2 separate regions of the Gossypium hirsutum genome follow, and region 2 is linked to region 1. The links are chromatin contacts, called in public Hi-C maps. All regions are on one chromosome and are shown on one strand. Each heading gives the region's core, a stretch centred on a gene start, on an enhancer-like site or on the middle of the called end of the contact. The rest is flanking DNA. Distances are from core to core; before and after follow the strand shown. Region 1 holds the start of LOC107896792 (E3 ubiquitin-protein ligase MARCHF8). Region 2 has its middle 31 kb from the start of LOC107896791.

What was found. Hi-C and Micro-C count contacts between places; a contact is called where the count stands out from the background.
Region 2: a Hi-C map of fibers shows a contact between it and region 1, with 4 times the contacts expected there. The contact joins the enhancer-like site here to the promoter of LOC107896792 in region 1. A contact is called at or near these places in 4 of 34 Hi-C or Micro-C datasets (fibers, hypocotyl and leaf).

The regions. Positions count from the first base shown.
Region 1 is chrA10:81,234,184-81,240,816 of Gossypium_hirsutum_v2.1, forward strand. LOC107896792 (E3 ubiquitin-protein ligase MARCHF8) reads left to right here and starts at 4,188. Exons shown (of 8, transcript XM_016822069.2): 1 at 4,188-4,220; 2 at 4,222-4,476; 3 at 5,357-5,428; 4 at 5,527-5,594; 5 at 5,882-6,029; 6 at 6,123-6,206; 7 at 6,541-6,633. The coding sequence starts at 4,188.
Region 2 is chrA10:81,436,905-81,443,537 of Gossypium_hirsutum_v2.1, forward strand. No RefSeq gene overlaps it. Among protein-coding and RNA genes, the nearest start is that of LOC107896791, 31 kb to the left of the region's middle. Within about 2 kb of position 3,912, at least 4 of the 9 cell types and tissues checked have an H3K27ac peak or open chromatin away from gene starts, as enhancers often do. A contact at or near this core is called in fibers, where this site is marked.

The sequences.
Region 1 (6,633 bases), core at 2,938-5,437:
TACGGTGTGATGGGTTGGTCGGAGCTGGTGTGTAAAGGATGAGGGTAGGATTTATGCATATCTGTTTCTATAATCTGAATCTGTAACTGTTTCTGACTGTGTATATAATTCTGTATGTTTGCATGCTTAATTTTTTTAGGTTATATACTGAGTTTATGTAAACTCACATCTGTTGTCTGTTTTGACAGGTAATCTACAGACTTAGGCAGATTGGTGCAGCAGAGACTCAGCGGTGACCACGCGACCGTAAGCTGTTTAAAGTTAGAAATTATGGTTTTATTTATGATTTTGGTTTTTATTTGAGAGTTTGTAATTTCTGGAACTCTCTGGACTTTATGATTTTAAACCGTTGATTTTTGGATTGTTGATATTCTGCATGCTTGATTAAATTATTTTGAAATTGATGATTTTTACATAAAAAGAGGTTTTTCTTAAAATACAAATCGGATTTCTAAAATGTATCGGTTTTGGTTAGACTTCTGCTATAAAATAAGTTTTAGCAAAAAAAATTAATTGAATAACGTTTTCGGTATAATCATGAACAAACTCTTGGTATAAAAATTGAATGGTCCATGAAGTCAACTCTATTTTCAAAACCCATTCCTTGTAGCATCATCAGATTCGGCTATAATGTCTAGGCTGGATTTGGGGTGTTACAAAACAATTCAAATTTACTTTAAAAAATAGTTCAAATTCACCATTAAGCTTCAAGCTCAAGCATACATATTAAGAAAGCTTCAAGAACAACAATGGTGAATTTTTCTAAACTTTGACAACTTCACAAATTAATCCCTAAACTAAATAGATATCATTACAACAATCTCAAAAACGTAAAATTCATGAAAAACGAACCAAGAAAACACTTACATGCAAGCATGAACTCAAAGCCAAAACTCCCAAATCCTAAAATGGTGGTTCGACCAACTTAAAAAGAAAAATGAAGAAGACGAACTTCATTCATTTTGTTATTATTATTTTATTACCTAATTTTAATTTAATATAACATTTAGAATTATAAACTAAAATATCAATTATATCACCGCTCAGTATCTTCAATTATGACAATTTTGCCATAATAAACTCTCTAATCTATTAAATACTACAATTGGCCACCTAAACATTAATAGAAATTGACTTTTGCATTTTTTATGATTTAGTCCTTTTTCTTTAATTGTCCAAACAAATGTCAAAATTTTTAAACCAAATTTAAATACGACACAATGACCTTGTAAATATTCATTATTTAATATTTACGAACTGACATGTCAGAAGTGTGGTTTCAAAAACACTATTTTCGACACCACTGAAAAATGGACTATTACACTCCAATAATTGCTTCGATCCAAATCCAAACCAATCTTCAAGATAAGTTGCTATGTGTAATTTGAATATCAATGATGGGCTGATAATTGTTTACAGTAACAACTATAATCACAATCCAAGTGTTTTTGTTTTCAAGATTTGTCAAGTCAAACATAGCAAGTCTTTTGAGCAGATAGTACTACTACTAGTTGACATTGGTTAAGCAATGCTCAAAAACTGCCTCAACACTTCTCATTGGAAAATACCACCTTTTAGCTGGCTAAAATGAAATGTCGATGCCTCTAACTCTAAATACCATAATCAGACAGGTTTGGCTGCTATTATTCAAGATTCTGATGGCAATTTTGTCAAAAGTCATGTGTTTTATTTTTGCAATGTTTGAACTTGTTCAAGCGGAGGTTATGGCTATTAGAGAAGCTCTTTCGTGGCTTAAGAGCTTATGTCTTGATAATATTATTGAACCGAATTGCAAAGTGGTTGTTGATGCTTTGTGCTCTTAAGCTCTATCCTTTCATTGGATATGTCAGGATACAAATAAGGGGGCTCATCGTCTCGCAAAAGTTGTCTTATTAATTGCAATCCGAGTTATTTGGAACATTCCCCTTATTATTTGATTGAGTGTTTCTCTTCCAATAATTTATTTTATGTCAACATAGAATTTGGAGTTAGATATCGATGGATCGAGGAAGCCTAACAATTCGGGTTTAGTTTTCCTCGTTATTTTGTTGTTTTATTTCATTTTTTAATGATATCGTTTTCCATTAGAAAAGAAATAATATATTGATTAGTTCAAAAAGTTATGCGTTTATATAAATTATAAAATATAAAATATATAGATAAATACTTATATTCGGATTTTAAATTATTTTTATTCTAATAACAATCATATGCGAAGAGATACTTTTTTTTCCTTCCTTATCCAATTTGTTCTCAATTCCAATAATTTTACATTAAAAAAAAAACATAATAATTTTGATTCAAGCCCCACTTGCAGCATCCTTCTCCAACAATTTTCCAACTCACCACCATTAATAAATCCTCCCATCAACTATACAACAACATTTGCATCCCAAAAATCATGGCAATGCCATTATTTATTTATTTTAATATTAAATATTTATAGTTATCCATTATCTCTCTCTAGAGAGAGTTGACAAAACCAAATAAAAATAAGAAAAAGAATCCATTGATTTGTTGTAAATTTTAATCAAGCTTCCCTTATCTTAACAAATCTCCACCCAACTTGCCACGTCTGATTTTCCTACTCAAAATTATTTATTTTCTCTTATTTTTGTTGAAAAACTTCAATCCAAATTAACATGATAACACATATTCCCTACTCAAAATTATTTCATCCATCCATAGTGAAAATAGTTGCTTTTGTTTTTATATTTTTCTTGCTTTAAAAAAAATGCAAGTTAGTCCTTATTAAATTGCATTTTATAAAAATTAAGAGATTAATCTAATTAAATTACAATTTAAACTTTATCATTAAATCGTTGAACTAAAAACTAATAGGTTTATATGTATAAAATTAATAAAAAAATTGGATAGTTGAATAATTTCTATGTAAAAAATTAGTAATTTAGAACAACTAAATTATGTTTTAAGTAGTAAATTAAACCAATATTACATGTAAGATAGAATTTAAAAATAACTTGTGCTGTTAACTGGATAGGGTCCATTAATGTAGTTTCAAATTTAATCAAACATGAATGAATAAACTTTGATGTATTTGTTCATTGGCCAACTTTGTTTAATTTTATAGTGATAATCTTAAACGTTGAATGTCAATCATGAATTAATATTGTTTAAGAAGTTGGAGTTGGATTCCGAATTTAAAAGTGTTTTTTAAAAATCATTATCCGTCCTAAATAATGATTAAATTGAACTAATAATATTTTATTAATTAAAAAAATGAAATTTAAATTAAATAGGGTAAACTCACTCAACTATGTATAAGTTTCCTTTTTAGTCGCTTGATTGTAAAAAAGTTACAAAATAGTTAATTAATAAATCGAGTTTGTCTTTTTTGATCATCAACCCTTAATTAGATAACTAAAAGATGACTTGGCAGTTATAAAAATTGGTATAGTAACAAATTATAAAAAAATAGTCTTATTGTTTACACTTTCCATAATATAGTCTAATTATAAAAATTATAAAAAAATTAGTCTTATTGTTTACACTTTCCATAATATAGTCTAATTATAAAAAAATAAGATATAACTTTAAGTCTCGAAATTTCAAAACATAAATTTTATTATTGAAAAACTAGTGATTTAAAAAACATATAAAAATATAAGTTTTGAAATCTTGAGATTGATTTATAATTAGATTAAATTATGTAATGTGTAAATATTAATGATTAATTTTTAGAATCAAAATCAAAATGACATAAATATATGAATGCTAAGAGTTGAATTTGTTATCACCTCAATTTTTATATTTGCCACATGCCTTTCCATTCCCTAGTAAATGGTTGGTAATAAAAAAAACTCGGAGGATTATTTTATAATTTTTAAAATTGAGTGATATACAATGTAATTTACCCATTTAAATATTTGAATTTTATTCACGGAAACGAGCAAACTGGAACTTGACTTTGAGTTTACGCCCGGACCGAACCGGCATGCTAATAGCAATAAATTGCACTTGGTCGTAGTTAAATGGTTTGGTCCAAGCTGACCACCACCTACAATACCAAAGCTAGTTCAACCGTTTAGGTACGGCAAGATATTTTAGTTGGGACAGACTCGATAATAAAAACCCAACCAAAGGTCATTTTCGTCAAACAAAACATAAGTTGTCCCTTTTGTAAAAGATTACTCAAACAAAGTACATAGGAAAAGGAAAAGAAAACAATGGTGGATGATTTCATGGTATGTGTCGACAAATATAGCATCTGCAGCTTGTTTTGAGTCTTCTTCAGTGAATGAAGGACAACCAATCTCAACTACAGCTGCTGGGAATACTAATGTTGTTGTTCCTATGACGAAAGCAAGTGGTGATGATGATAGTGGAAAAGAAGGAGAAGGAAAAACTGGGTATAGTTCAAAGAAGGTGAAAGAGGTGGTGGAGTGTAGGATATGTCAAGAGGAAGATGATTTGCTTTCTTTGGAAGCTCCTTGTGCTTGCAGTGGCACTCTCAAGGTCTTTACTTTTCTTGGTTTTTCTCGCCTTCTGTTTTTAAAGTTTTGAGGTCTTTTTCTTTTTTAAACGAAGATGGTAAATCGTTTTTCTTTTGGTTAAACTTTTTCCCTTTTAAGTTTATATTTCTGGGTTTTTTGATTGTATGCTTTAGATTACTCTGATCGTATGTTTCATTGGTCTTACCAATCAACTTTTTTTTTTTGTGGTTAGGAGAGGAGTAGTTGTAAAAAATATAAAAAAAATTATTTATCCTTTGGTTCTTTTTTTTTTCTTTTCCTTTTGGGGGCTTGTCCCTTGACTTTGTGGCTCTAGTGATGGTTCTTTGTTATTGGCTTATTCCATTATACAATTTAATAATAGTAATAAAATACACAACTTATTGCTAATTCTAAAACCGGGCTTTTTTAGGGGTAGGCTTTGTTGGGCTTCAGTTTTGTAGCAATGGTGCTATGATGTTTTCTAGGTAGTTTTATTGGTTTTGGAATGCGAGCATTTCTTGGCATTAGCATATGCCTTGTTTGAGTTTCCTTTTGACTTATTCTCTTTCTTCATACGTTATTTCCTAAGCTTCAATATGAAAATTTCAAATGTTGATCTTTTTCTATTTTTGTAAAAGATTTTAAAGGAAAAGAGAATATATTCTTACCTGTTTCCGTTTCTTCTTTGCATTTCCATGACTTCTACTAGGTACTCATATAGCCAATACCTAGTTATATATATTAGCATGATTTTATTTTTCCTAAAGTATCAGTGTCCTGTATCCGACATATATGAAAAACCTTGATAGGTTGTTTATATGGTTATCTGGTTTAAGATGCGTTTGCAGATTGAAATGTTTGAAGTGTCTTTTTAACTTATCGTGTATATATTTTTGTTTCAGTTTGCTCACAGGAAGTGCATTCAAAGATGGTGCAACAAGAAAGGTGACATAACTTGCGAAATATGCAAACAGGTTGGGGGTGTTTTTAGCCCTTTTCTTTTAATTTGCATATATAAAAAAAAGTACGTGTTTGATAGATAATGTGTACAATATTGCTCTGTTTTTATCAGGTTTTTTCACCAAATTATTCTCTTCCTCCGACCAGAAGCAATCCAGATGTTCTGGCAATTGACATTAGGTAATCCTCTTTTTGGTTAACAGCTTCTACTTCTGTGTCTTTCCTGTTGGACCATAGGAGATATTTGTTCATCCCATTCCTTCTTAAATACAATGTCTACGTTTTTTGGTTGGTTTCAACTTGTATGTTCTCGGACAGATTCTCACGGAAAATGCTTGTCAATTCATTGATAGCAGTAGGAAGGCTGTAGTATGACATCCTTGTTTCTGATCTCGTGTATTGTATTGTCCCTGAAATTTCATTTTGATTATTTTGTTATGTTTGCTTTGAATTATATTCACGATCAGGCAAACATGGAGCCCGCATATTGATCTCCGTGACTCGCATCTTCTAGTGCTAACTGCTTCTCAAAGCCAGCTACTCCAATCAGAGTATGAAGATTATGTTGCTGCAAATAGCAGTAGCCTTGCCTGTCTTCGTTTGGTTGCCCTCATTGTAAGCAAATAATGCTTAATTATTTTCTCAACGTTCTTTACTAAAGAATAATAGCTCGTCTCATGTTTGGAATGTTTTGTTGATTTGTTGCAGTTGCTTATCATCCTGCTCGTACGTCAACTTCTTATGTTGACAAGGGATTTTGGCATGATACAGGAGGCGTCAACTTTCATTAACGTGAGTTCAAATCGACATCTTTGGATTATCAATTGCACCATAGTAGTTCCTCAGTCTGCATTTGCCTGTTGTGCCTTAATGCTTATATTTTGCATACAAGCATTGGACACGGTGCCAAAGAAATGTCATACATATGTGCCAGGATGTAAATTTAATATGTTGTTGCACTTTGTGTTATAAGTTGAAACATTTTCTTTTAAAATGATGCTTGATAAGAGTACAGAGGTAGTTGTAAGTCTAGATAATGAAGGTTGTGGGCTGCTCGGGATGCTTTTACATTTTCTTTGTTCTTTTTTACTTCTAGCTAATACTGAATTAGAATTTCGGTCAGCAGTTTCAGGTTTTGCTTCTCCAATTTGCTGGCTTTCTTCTGCCGATGTATGTGGTGGCTCGCACATGGTACTTACAAAGCCGAAGAAGGAGACAG
Region 2 (6,633 bases), core at 2,662-5,161, 200 kb after region 1:
AACACTTGTATATTAAAAATAGATAATACAATTAGTTATCTATTTTAAACTAACTGCAGGGAGATCCTTTAAAGACTAAAATTTGGAGGGTTTGCAACAAGATAATACAATTACTTATTTATTTCAAACATCAAATTGGTGGGACAAGAAGACTTAAAGTTGAGCTTTACAACAAGTAGTAATTATTCAAAATTTTGTAAGACACTAGGGGAAAAATATTGAGTGAATATTGTATCACTCAGGCTTTCACAGTGCCATTCTAGTTTACCCTGTCTTACTGGCAATATATTAGTACAATTTAGGAGCGTGTGAGGGAGTTGTCCGGGACTTGGCCTATCATAGCATAAACGAATCTCTCGCAATTGTTTTTGTTTGGAACTTGGGTTTTTATTGCAAAGAATCTGAGGATAGGCTTTTAAGATATCAAAAATTTTATCTGCAACTTGTTGCGCCGTCAAACTTGTCGCATGTTTAACTCCCACAGCTACATCAAAACAACAATTAATTTAACTTGTCAATGGTTCGGCCCCAAATGAAATTTATTTCGGTAGAGAGCTGTGTAACACCATTTACCTATGTCCGACACCGGAACAGAGTATGAGGCATTACCGGACTTAAACATACACATTCATGCAAAAATCGGGCCATAAAATCTCTTTTAATTTAAAACCTTTCAAACACATGCATGTCGTCCCTTATTTGGGTCTAATTTGCCCAAACATTCATCGGAATTGATTCGGGACTAAACCAAGAACTTTGAGAAGTTTCAGGAAAACTTAAAAATTTTTCCCATGAAACAGGGTCACACGCCCGTGTGGACATAGGGACACGCCCGTGTGGAAATAGGGACACGCCTGTTTCCTCAGGCCGTGTAACTCTCTATTTAAGATGTCAACATGAACATCGATCCACACGGCCGGACCACACGCCCGTGTCTCCAGGCCGTGTCCCTCACACGGGCGAGACACATAGCCGTGTCTCAACTCGTGTGGCCAACACTTAGGCTATTTTCGAAGCCTTCATGTTACCTATAATCTCTTATACCGTTATGCACATCAAAATTTGCAAATCATGGCATCATTTTAATGATTAAACACTTTATTTATTTAAGACATATCCTTAACGTTAACATATCATTTTACAAGTAATGCATCTACTCATGCAATACCAAGTCTAGATTCCTTATTTCACATTCATAAGACTTGTCATTTTGATAACCACTATTACAATTATACTATGGTTACCAACTTATCCATCAAGCACTCATGTTCAATCATTATCACGTTGTGTTTATAACGTGCAATTACTACATGGCTATGACCACCTCAATTGGTCATAGAGCATACATCCAGCACACATGTCATATTACTAACCATGCATGGCAAACAAACATAATCATATTATAAACATTAGACATAACATGAATAGCTAGGCTTACAAGCCATAATCAATATGAGCCACATCTCATGGCCATATACATATAACTCACTATAAGGCAACACATTTGGCCAAAGCAAAATAATACATATAAATCAACTAAATCCCTATACATGCCACTCACTTGAAAATTTCTAATATATACTTCATTATTCCAAAGGTAGCGACTTGATAGTGTGATGCTGCCTCCGATGATCTCCAACCCCGAACTAACATAAAAACACTAAGGAAAAGGGAAGAAAGGGACTAAGCTTTATAGCTTAGTAAGACCGTATGAAAATAATAAGCAATTTATCAACTTGCTTATCATGGTAAGATGACCCTATTTGCATTTTTACTTATTTTCCAGTCAAGTTTTTTTCTCGAGTTATAGTTACTAAATTATTTATATCTGGAGCTACGGAACTCCAAATTAAGTTCCGCTAATTTCTCCTGAAACTAGACTCACATATATTTTTAATTTAAAATTTTCAGAATTTTTGGTTTAGCCAAATAGTACAGTTTATTCCTTAAATTTACCCCTTTTTTGCTATCTAATAGTCCTGACCCCTCTTTACTAAAAATTAATTATCTCATAATACGGAATTATATGATGTTCCCGTCTATTACTATTGAAAATAGGCTCATTTAGGATTCTAAGCATATAAATTATAAATCATAAATATTTTTTTACAATTTTCAATGATTTTCTCAAATCAAAGTAGGGGATTTCAAAGTCATTCTAACTCTGTCCCACAACAATTCAAATATTTCATAATATGGACTTCTTTTGCTTACACCGTTTCTTTTATATGAAACTAGAATCAATAATATTTAATTTCATATTTTATTCAGCCTCTAAATCAATTTCTGAAATTTTTGGTGGATTTTTAAATTTGGACTATGGCTGCTGTCCAAAACTGTTTTAGTGTAAATTAACGATACTATGTTTATCACACCATATTAATTCATTTTCACCACATTGGTAAGGTTACATATTCATACATCATAATCATAGACCTATAATCACAAGGTCATCACAAAATCATTTTCATAAGCATGAATTACTTATTTGCATCTTCACCAAATGTGCATCATAAACTGAAATCATTGCTCATGAGCTTGGCATACATACCTGTGTTACTCAACATGCTCATATTCATTCCTTACTAATCATATAACATGAATTGAATTCACATCTCATCAATTTCATGTAAGTACCTATACCACTCACAATATGATCATAACCTTTCTCATGTAGCTTAAACCATAACTCTTACCGTTGAACTATTCATAAAACTATCGGATATTCACTAAGCCTCAAACATAGGGTATAATACCGATGCCATGTCCCAAACATAGTCTTACACTGACTATCAAAATCGAGGCTGACGCCATGCCCCTGACATGGTCATACACTAGCTCTCACATATCTGTGCCGATGCCAGGTCCTAGACATGGTCTTACACTGACACATCTCGTAGCCGATGCATGTCCCAGACATGTCTTACATTAGCTTACATCTCGAGGCCGATGCATGTCCCAGACATGTCTTACACTGGCTCTCCTCTCAATGCCGATGCCATGTCCTAGACATGGTCTTACACTGGCACACAACTAACCCGAATGTCATGGCATGGATATCCGATTTATTTCCTAAGGTTCAAATAGGAGTTCTACTATCTCGATATCCATCATACATAATCAATTCCACAAACAAGCAATTTATGCTATATCTCTTCAAACACATATGTTAACAATGTAGTTGTACTATTTACATACAACTTACCCGTTTCAAGGGAATATCATATTCCATCACATCTCCAAGCATTCAATCAAACCATGAATGTTATTTACATTTGACATCACTTTCTCATATACAATATCATCAATATAAACTTTAATACAATCATAGCAAGGTAAATTTCAAGTATAATAACAATGGCATAAATATCATGCTCATTTAATCACAGGGACTTACCTCAAATGCAATTTCGGCTAATTATTCTCTTTTTGTCTTTAACCACGCACTTTCTCAACTTAAGCTCAAATCCCAATTTTCTTGATCTAACATGATGAAATTCACTCATTTAATCACTAAATAAATTTGGGCAATCAAATTTCACATTGTTGGCAAAGTGACCATTTTGCCCCTATACTTTCACAAAATGACCATTTTACCCTTAAGCCCGGGAATCGATTTTTATCGAATTTCCTTATTATTCAAGCCTAACCAACCATTTATTACTCTTATGAAAACCCCAAATTTCTACTATTTCACACAATTACAACTTATTTCATAACTTTCACAAAATGACCCTTTTAGGAGTTTTCCATGAAAATCCTTTCAGAAAAATTGTTTATTACACAACCAAGACTCATTTTCTTCCATAAAAATTCAGCAAAAAACATAATTCCTTTCATGGCAAATCACTAGACTATCAACCATTTCACAAAATAGTCTCCCCCTTAGCTAGTTCATGCTACAAGAGTCCCAAAAAGACAAAAATCAACAAAAATGATCATCAAAATCACTTGCTTGCAAGGGATGGGAGTTGCTGAAATTTTGAGCTTTCAAAACCTCTATTTTTCTGGTATTTTTGGTGGGGGAAGGAAGAAAGATGAAAAGATGACATCTTTTTCTTTTTGTTTTATTTTAATGCCAAATAAGCTACCTAATACCCACAACTTTGACTTTTCAAACTCTTTCTCTCTATGGCTGGCCAAGCACCCTACTTAGGGTCTATTTGCACTTTAAACACCCCAAATTTTGGTTCTCTAGCTATTTAATATATTTAGTCATTTTTTCGCAATTAAGCATGAAATCGCTAAAATTAATGCACCAAATTTTTCATGCACTCATATAATCATGTAATAACACATAAAATAATATTAAAATAATTTATCCAACCTCAAAATAGTGGTTTTGAAACCACTGTCCCGACTAAGCCCAAAATCAGGCTATTACAGGCTGCGCCAAGGAGATCTCTTATCTCCTTTCTTGTTCATTCTGGTCACGGAAGTGCTTCATTTATTATTGGAAAAAGCTGGGGCGTTGGGATTAATTGAAGGTATTCATGGTGTTCTTCCGGATCAAATGATAATGCATTTACAGTTTGCGGATGATACTATTTTGTTCTTAAAGGCAGAGGAAAAGGTGGTGGAAAATATGAAATTTATACTCCGTTGTTTTGAGATTTTTTTGGGATTGAGTATAAATTTCAAAAAATCATGATTTGTGGGGATTGGGGTGAATGATGAATTTCTCTATCGTATGGCAGCTATCTGCAAATGTAAGATAGGGGTGTTGCCTATTTGTTATTTGGTGCAGTAAGATAGGGGTGTTGCCTAATTGTTATTTGGGTCTACCTTTGGGAGCGGATCCGAGGAGGGTGGCTACTTGGGAGGTTGTGGTTGAGAGATTTAGAAAGAAATTATCATGTTGGAAATGCAGAACCATGTCGTCGGCTAGTAGGATCGTGTTGATTAATGCAGTGTTATAGTCCTTACCTATCTACTTCATGTTTTTATTTCAGGAACCGGTGACAGTAATTAAAAGAATTGATAAAATTAGGAGAAACATTCTGTGGGGTGGTTTTGATGGTAAAAGAAAAATGGCAAAAGTTACTGGAAACAGATATGCAATCCAAAAGAAAAAGGTGGAGCCAGTGTGGTTAACCTTGGGATTAAGAACAAAACCCTCTTAGCAAAATAGGGATGGTGTTTAGCGGTTGATAAAAAAGCGTTGTGGAGCAAAGTAATCTTAGCTAAGTATGGTTCTAATGCGAAACAGCGGAGATTTAGAGCGAACAATTTGAAAGATATGTCGATGGTTTGGAGAGGGATTGTGAAAATTCGTTGGATGCTAGAGTGAGTAGATGGTTGGGGGATTTGGGGAGATATATGGTGTGGTAATGGTCCATTAAAATTGGAATTCCCTCAACTTTTTCGTTTAGCTAAATTCAAAAATGGTTTGGTTTTTGATTATTCGTTTAATTGTGGTTTTAGCAATGTTAATTAGGAAGTTTTGTTTGTAAGACCTTTGCTGGCTCGGGAAGTGGAGTTGCTGTGTGGTCTTATTGAAAGGGTGAGTTGCATGGTCTTGGTTCCGGAGGTGGAGGATCGGATATTATGGGCGTACGATAATAAAGGTGAATTCTCAGTGAAACAGTTAACTAAATTACTGAATGAAGGGGAGGGGGAGGGGGAGGATTCCTGTTTTGCTTTTGATAAAATATTGAGATTGAGAGTTCCTCCTAGGGTGCGTAATTTCCTTTGATTATTAGCGATTAACAGAGTCCCCACGAAGGATTTCTTAATTAAGAGAAGGGTGAAAATTCTTGAAATTTTGAATGTGTGTCCTTGGTGTAACAGAGTGTTGGAGAAGGCGGATCATGTATTTTTTGGTTGTAACTTTATTGCGGGATTTTGGAAGAGGATTTTTAACTGGTGGGATGCTGGATGGAACGTGGTGAGAAATTTTGAAGAATTTTATTCGTTAGTTTTCAAAGTGAAGATCCTTGGCTCTTGTAAGAGTCTATGGTTGATTGGAATTGTAGCTTCTTGTTGGTCGATTTGGCTTGTGAGGAATGAGATGGTGTTTGAAAAAAAAGTTCTGACGATGGATACATTGATCTTTCATTCCAAGATGAGGGCTTTATTATGGGCAAGGGCTGCTTTTGAGGAGTGCAGGTTTCAGGAGAGATTATGGTGGTTTTGCCTTTATAAGTGCAGTTTTTCAAATTCTGTTTCAAGAGGATGGTGTTATCCTCCACATAGTTAGCTGAAATTTAATGTTAGCGGAATTGCTTCTGAGGGCACTATGGGTGGTGGTGGAGTGATGAGAGATGAGGAAGGTATTGTTAGAGCTTTATTTTTGGGACCAAGGGACACCTGTGATGCTGAGACAGCTGAATTGGGAGCCATTATCACTGCATTGGACGTTTTTATTAACATCGACTGGAAGGGGTCTAGTTCTTTGATAATTGAGATGGGTTCAAGTGTGGTTTATAATTGGATTTTGGAGAAATTAAGGAGACTTTGGTCGCATCAAGTTTTATTTGTAGATCTGAGGATTGCCTGTGTGGGAAAGCTTTCATTTTTAATTGCTGAGGTGAATGGAAATGAAATGGCAGAGTCATTAGCATCGGCTAGAATGAGTAAACCTAGTATGTTTAAGGCTTGGCGGTAAGTTTGTCTGAGATTATTATGTTTGTT